2 separate regions of the Cricetulus griseus genome follow, and region 2 is linked to region 1. The links are chromatin contacts, called in public Hi-C maps. All regions are on one chromosome and are shown on one strand. Each heading gives the region's core, a stretch centred on a gene start, on an enhancer-like site or on the middle of the called end of the contact. The rest is flanking DNA. Distances are from core to core; before and after follow the strand shown. Region 1 has its middle 120 kb from the start of Qki. Region 2 has its middle 510 kb from the start of Qki.

Region 1 (3,433 bases), core at 700-3,199:
CATACAAACCCCTTGTTCCTTAAAAGCACAGGGGTGAGGGGGTATTGAGCTAGCCCTTAAAACACCCACATTATCAAAAAGTGCCAAGTAGGATAGAGACAAGGACACCCATATGGATGGACTTAGGGATGGAACCTTAAAGGTGGCACTCGTTTCTTTCATTAGGTCCAAAGGAGAAAAACAAGTCTCTCACAGGGAAGATAGGGTTACACAAATAGTATGAAGCATGTGAGGCAGCCCTTCTCCAAGGCCCAACTTTTCCCATTTTCTGGCCAACTAGAACTGTCCTGAGAGCAGCATAGCAATGTGCCATGATCCTTGCAGCTGCTCTGTGTCCCCTCTTGCTGAGGGTACACTCCCAGTCCATTCTGTTCATATTTAGCTATTGGAATACTTTAGTAATAGCTTCTAACAGAAAGTCAGAATCAACTGATTTTAGTTTTACAAAAACAGTCACAGGACTCTCACTTGGAGCCCAACATCTGAACATGTTCAGTAGTGAACTTCTGAGCATTTGTTTTCTCACTCCCAATCAGTCATGATTTCCACAACTTGTATTAGTCAATGAGGCATTAGTGTGTCCTTAACAATCATTTCCATAAATGACTGTTGGGTCACTCTAGCTAGAGCTTTAGGCTGGGGCTCCATCTGACTGGGGTGTCATGTTTCAGATGTAACCCAAGTTATGTGGACTACTCAGTCTGGAAAAAATGTGGACACACCGGCTTTGTGAGTGCACAAGTGGGGCTGATATTTCTTGGTGGAAGCTTCAGCATAAACAAATAGCTCTTCAATCAGCTGACAATGTACAGAATAATTAGTGGAGATGAGCCTACCAGTGACTGAGAGTTCATAAAAGCCATGTCCCTTTGGAGAACAGAAAGCAAAACTTAAAGGAAAAATCTCGTTCCCTTTTCCCCATGCAAGACAGCTTGTATCATAAACCAAGAGCAATATGGGAATAATATCTCACTTTAAACCATTAGATCTCACCAAGGGCAGGCCACTTTTTCTTAGTTTTTTTTTTTTTCATTCTTTTGAAATTGACTGTCCTGATTGTAATCAAAACCTAAGAGCTGACTACTAATTCTGTGAAGATCAGACTGTTGGACTTGCTTATCTCGTGTTTTTTTTTTTTTTTTTTTTTTTGATACTAACTTTTATGTGTGTGTGCATGCCACAGCCCGTGTGTAGAAATCAAAGGACAGCTTTGGGGTCGGGGTCAAGTATTCTACCATCTGGGTTTAAGGCTTGGTGGTGAATGCCTTTTCCTGCTGAGTTATGTATCTGTTAGAGGCCAGTTTAAAACTTAGCTTCAGATCTTTCATATTACACTTTACCCACTAATTTCAAGTTTTACATTTTCTACCTGAAATCCTGAAAGTTAACTTTTGGGCATCTGCTTGCAATGTTTATACTCTTTCCACTAACCTGTTTTCAGTTTTATAGGCTGCATTACTTAGAATTCTACAGTACAAAAGTAACTTTTCAAACATGTGTCAAGCATAGCTGAGGTCATTATATAAGTTTGAAATGAATGATCCTGAAAATTACAAGACTAACTCAGTACTTCGAAAAAACTTGTGAATACTTTTCTCACTTTGCTCCCATTCAGTTCAACCAATAACTTTTTCATCAGTATCCAATTAAGTAACCACTATGTAAGCGGGGCATAAAACAGAGTAATACATTTTCACCCAAGAGATGCTGATACACTTAAATTTAATCAGTCTATGCACACAGTTTTGTAGCCAGACTAGTTGAAATTTAAAAAAGCAGAAATCCCCAAGTGACACCCAGCTAATATGATCTTCACTGTAAGACATAAACATTGTATGAATGACAGTGGTTTTTAAATATTTATTGTATTTGTGGTATGTGTGAGTTGTGCATGCCACTGCACCCATGTTGAGGTTAAAGACAGCATTTGGTTCTCTCCTACCATGGGTTGCAGGGATCAAATCCAGGTTGTCAGGGTAGCTGGGCAAGCATGATACTTGTTGAGTCACTTCTCGGTAGCTGGGCAAGCATGTTACTTGTTGAGTCACTTCCCAGTAGTAAGATTCTCAACCAACTCACAGATCACATTCATCTGATTCTCCCCACCCCAGGAAGACATTAAGATCTGTATGGCATGACTCAAAATTTTGGAAGGAAGGGTAGTGTCTAAAGATACAAATCATATTTCTGAACCTGGGCAGATAATGCAAACAGCTGGTAGTGTGTGAATCTAGGTACCTTAAGGAGTGGCAGTGGGGTTAACAAAAAATATTTTTGAGACAAGGAAAACATTTGGCTTACAACTAATGTGAGATTATGATCTTTGAAGAGAAGATTTGGGGATAACTCAAATCTTTAGACTTTTAACATCTGCTAAATCATCAAAAGATCAGGTCTGCCAGTCTATATACCTGGTACCATGGTTGCCAGCTAGCTGCCATTGGAGGTGTATGAAAAGGGTACCCTCCCAGTGATTAAGCAGATAGAGGGCAAAGGAACTTACACAAGCATAACAAGAAAAATTGGCTACCTTAAAGTACAGAGTTGTCAAAGGAAGCTTTTAATGGTATCAAGCTACTGGGAGAAATCTTAGCAGCTCTTCCACTTTGCTTAAGATACCAATATTAGTCATTTTCACATATAAATTGAGACTAAGATTTGATAAGCAATGCTTTTTGCTTATGGTGGTAGGTATGCATGATAAGCTAGCAACCCTACCAAGTGAGATACATCCTTAGCCCTCTTCAAAGAAATTCTTACATTTACAAAAATACCTAAAAACTGTACCAATGTTTTTCTAAAGGCACGTGGTATTTTGGATGCACAGACCAGCCAAGGACCACATAGTAGTTCATTGATTTCCGTTGTCTTTTAAACAGTGATCTGCTAAGAATTCTAGAATGTGAGATTCTTAAATTTTCTAAGCAGTGTTTAAAGGATCAATAAAAACTTAAATGTGCTCTTTACTTTACTTTGGTATTTGTGTCTGGAGGGGGGAGGCCACACTTTTAACTCATTCTTTTGGCTTGAGAAGATGCAGCACATGCATACTGTCCAGGTTTTATTGTACCTTGTGTACAGTCGTTTGCAGTTTTCCATTCATGTGTGATTTGGGAACACTATTCTGCACACAAATATATACATATATACATACACACACATATATATGAATTCATATATATACACACAATTTCCACAAGTTCAAGAATTTTCTGCATACCAATGTACTATAACCCACAATAGATATATTTGGCTCAAATCTTTTAATAACAAAACCTTTAGAGATATATAAAGTAATGTTTACCCTGGGGGCTGAGACTATCCCAGTGCTTGCCAGTGTCTCTTCAAGGGGCAGCAAGCTTCAAGTAATGTGACCTGCACTTTATCATGTCACCGTTCTAAGAACCGGCTGCCCACATCTCCCTAGCATGGA
Region 2 (3,433 bases), core at 510-3,009, 390 kb before region 1:
ATGGCCTTGTGTTCTATCTTCATTTCTAGTAAGAACAGTCTGTATAGAGTCAGGAAATGTCCTAAGAGTTTAATGTAGTCTCCAAGATGAAGGCACAACGTTCATATGGCAGGTATTGGATAAGGATCATACAATGGTTCAGTAAACATTGGAGCCGGGCTCTCAGTCCAGCCTGAATCAAGAGGCTCCATACTTGCCAACCCCAAAGTGCCCCTTCCCATGCCCTCATCCCATTCCCTAACAAAGGTTCTTTAAGTTGGGTCTAATAGAAAACTCTTCTCCAGTAAAGAAAAAATTCAATTTCAGAGGAAAACGATGGTTAAAACTTACCCCAGGGGAACCTATTTCAGGCCTCCTCCTCTGTGGTACCCTCTGCTGCAGAGAGACACAACTTTTCTTCACAATAAACTTAACTTGCTTACTCTTCTTTAAAAATATATACAAATTCTCAGCCACATCAGAGATCTTGCAACTCCAGCCCTGTGCTCAATCTGAGGATGGACTGTGTGGATGGTGATGGCAGCTGTGGTGAGGTTGATGGTGAGGACTGTGTTGAAGTTCATGACTGATGAGGATGGTGGTGATGGCGGCTGTGGTGAGGGTTGGTGGTGATGGCGGCTGTGGTGAGGGTTGGTGGTGATGTTTGTTGGTTTGGTTCATCTGTGGTGATATAGTACCTTGCAGGTATTTGAAAACCGTGTGGTTGTAAATCAGAATCATTTCAGTGATGTCCATGAAACATTCTATCCAAATTGCCAGAAATCTGGAAGGTTTAGGACTGGCACAAGACCCATTGTCAGAGTTGAAGGCTCTCTCACCTTTTAGGACTACCCATTAAAACAGGCTGCCACCATAGGTCGCAATGCTACTCAACACTCAGGAAGCTAAGGCAGACAGTCATTCAAACTTGAACCCTACCTGGGTTACAAGATGAGTTTTAGGACAGTGTAGACTCATGTGGTCTTTAAAAAACAAATCCAAAGACGAGATTCTCCCAGTACAACCTCACAATCAAGTGGCCTCTAAGGTTCCTGCAGGAAACATGACTATGGGGATATAGTACAGAAAAACACCAAAGCTCCCAGGACCCCAGGCACTGGGCTTTAGAATCAGGGTGGTCCCAGTTGCCCTAAAATTTGTGGGGCCCTGCAGAAAGACGTTGCCAAGGAATTTCCTTAGGCATATCATCAAGTAACAAAGCAAGGAGGGGTACTTGGGAGGGTTTAGAAAGAGGACTGAGAATGGACAATGATACAATTGTATATCAAAAAGTAATAATAATTTTGGCTGTGGTTCCCTGGGCCACTAGGGGGAGCCAGGAGAATGCTGCCAAAGGGTTCTCAGGGTCACCAGATCTGGGGAAGAAACTGGGAACCAGTAGAACAGTGACTTTCTCACGTTCACAGCTTCACACTCCTCTGAGCCACTCTGGAATCATGTTGATCTGGTAGAGACAGGGGTGCTCACTGAAGACACCGGACCTTCCTGGGACCGCCAGCCTCAGTTCCAGGCAGCCACATGAGGTCACACATGGCTGACCATCAAGGACACAGACAGAGAGGCTGCCAGAGGCTATTCTCAGAGAGTTAGCTTTGGAATGGAGGTGACAGGTCACTGTGGTGTTCAGAGCAGGGAGGGACTTTGGGATTGAAACCTTAGCCTTAACTGTAACTAGGCAGTCTCTTGGATTTAGACTCTTCTAAGAGGGGGTGCAGAAGAATGCCCTGAAGGGAGAAGCTCCTGAATACACTCATTCCAGGGAAACAGCTCACATCTCCTGGGCAGCAAGCAGTGTAGCCTGGAGTTACAGCCAGCCGCTGTCACAGACTTGGGCCCCTGCAGCTATTTTCCTCATTCATTTCTCTAAGGAAAACTGCTGACACTATTTCCCAAGCCTTAATTATACATAATAGCTATCTCTTTAGTCAAAGGAAAGCTGAATGTAAACTCAAAACCATATTGACATTATTGACCCACCACGGCCCCACATGAGCCTCACATCTGCCTGCCAATATGACAGACACTCATGGGAGAAGGACACAAACGCTCCATGTCCTTGACGGGCAGCCTTCATTTCCACATCAGGCAGATTCCATCTTAGCAGATTTGTGAGGAGGAAGAGAATCAAGCTCCTGATAAGAAACTTGGCTTTGGACTTCCCCTTTCTCCTCAGTATCTTTCGAGTGACAAGCAAGAGCTACTGTGGCTCAACACTCTCTGCCTAGACAAATTCTAAATATGGATCTGCACATATGTACAGACTAGATTGAGCACACCAGAGGAAAACAAGCTGGCCATTACTCCTGTCCCCTCCCTCTCTGTAGGAATCATTCTGCTTGCCAACAAGGGGCTATGCTCTTTTTGCCCCAGGTCCTACTCTGCAAAAGGTGGCCAATATATTCCACCCTAATAACTCTGGTGCATTAGTGCTTTATCACCAGGGACTGTGGGATGGTGCTCTGTATGTTTAACCAAGGTTAGAGTTTTTACTGCAGGGCTATTTTCTAATGGTAAGCGTGCTTCTGGCCTTCATGGTTGTAAGGGAATCCAATGTCCTTCAAAGGGGAGAAGAGTAATATGTGCCCAGAAGAAATCTGGTTTCTCTGCTTAGGCCCTCAGCTGCCTTGGAGAGTCTGGGAAGACAATATTATGAGCTGTTCAGCAGCTGCTTCTGGCTTCTGTATACTCTCCCCATCCCTTCAGTCACTAGTGAAATTGCCATGCTACTGTTTCCTCGTTTCTGTCTCAAAATTATCTGTGACTGAGTATCCCCAACACTTCCCAGGAAGCACAGCTGAAAACAGAATATATGTGAAGAGAAGGGCTATTCCCTCACATGGCTAGAGAAGGTTTGACTAAATGACCAGAACAAAGGCTCTTAATTAGAGCTGGGGGTGTGGGGGGACGACGACGACGACGACTCAAACATTTGTTCTGGGTAAAATCAATGCTGGAAAACAAAAATTTTCTGCAATAGTTGTGTGATCCATACGTCCCAGAAGCAAACCACATTTGCTTGCAATCGTCTGTCTCTTCATTCACATTGTAAGGAATCTTGAGTGGCCAGGTCAGGGAGAGCAATGCTAATTTCTATGTAAAGTGAATGAATGCCTGAATGAGGGTTTAAGGATGACCTCTGTGGCAGTCCAGGCCAGTACTTGGACTGTGGGAAGCCTTCAGAGCTGGAACTTCCTTCTTTCTCATGGCTGCAACATGCACTAGGGTCTCACCGTGCTCAGCCTCAAACCACAGATGGAGGAAGAAGGGTGCAGATGGAGAAGGGCTTCCTAACCACGGATATAGAAATGATAGGCTCCACCTCTGCTTTCATGCCCACGGTTAAAAGACTGCTCATCAGATATCAAGTGTGCAGATGAGGCTGGGAAGTGGTGCCCCAACAAAGCAATCATTTCCCAGAGATTCATTTCAACCA

What was found. A called contact is a pair of places that touch in the nucleus more often than the background predicts.
Region 2: a Hi-C map of fibroblasts shows a contact between it and region 1, with 6 times the contacts expected there. The contact joins two enhancer-like sites. A contact is called at or near these places in 3 of 8 Hi-C or Micro-C datasets (the CHK-Q cell line, the CHO-K1 cell line and fibroblasts).

Annotation. Positions count from the first base shown.
Region 1 is chr2:290,607,932-290,611,364 of CriGri-PICRH-1.0, reverse strand. No RefSeq gene overlaps it. Among named protein-coding and RNA genes, the nearest start is that of Qki, 120 kb to the right of the region's middle. Within about 2 kb of position 1,949, at least 2 of the 6 cell types and tissues checked have open chromatin away from gene starts, as enhancers often do. A contact at or near this core is called in the CHO-K1 cell line and fibroblasts, where this site is marked.
Region 2 is chr2:291,001,232-291,004,664 of CriGri-PICRH-1.0, reverse strand. No RefSeq gene overlaps it. Among named protein-coding and RNA genes, the nearest start is that of Qki, 510 kb to the right of the region's middle. Within about 2 kb of position 1,759, at least 3 of the 6 cell types and tissues checked have open chromatin away from gene starts, as enhancers often do. A contact at or near this core is called in the CHO-K1 cell line and fibroblasts, where this site is marked.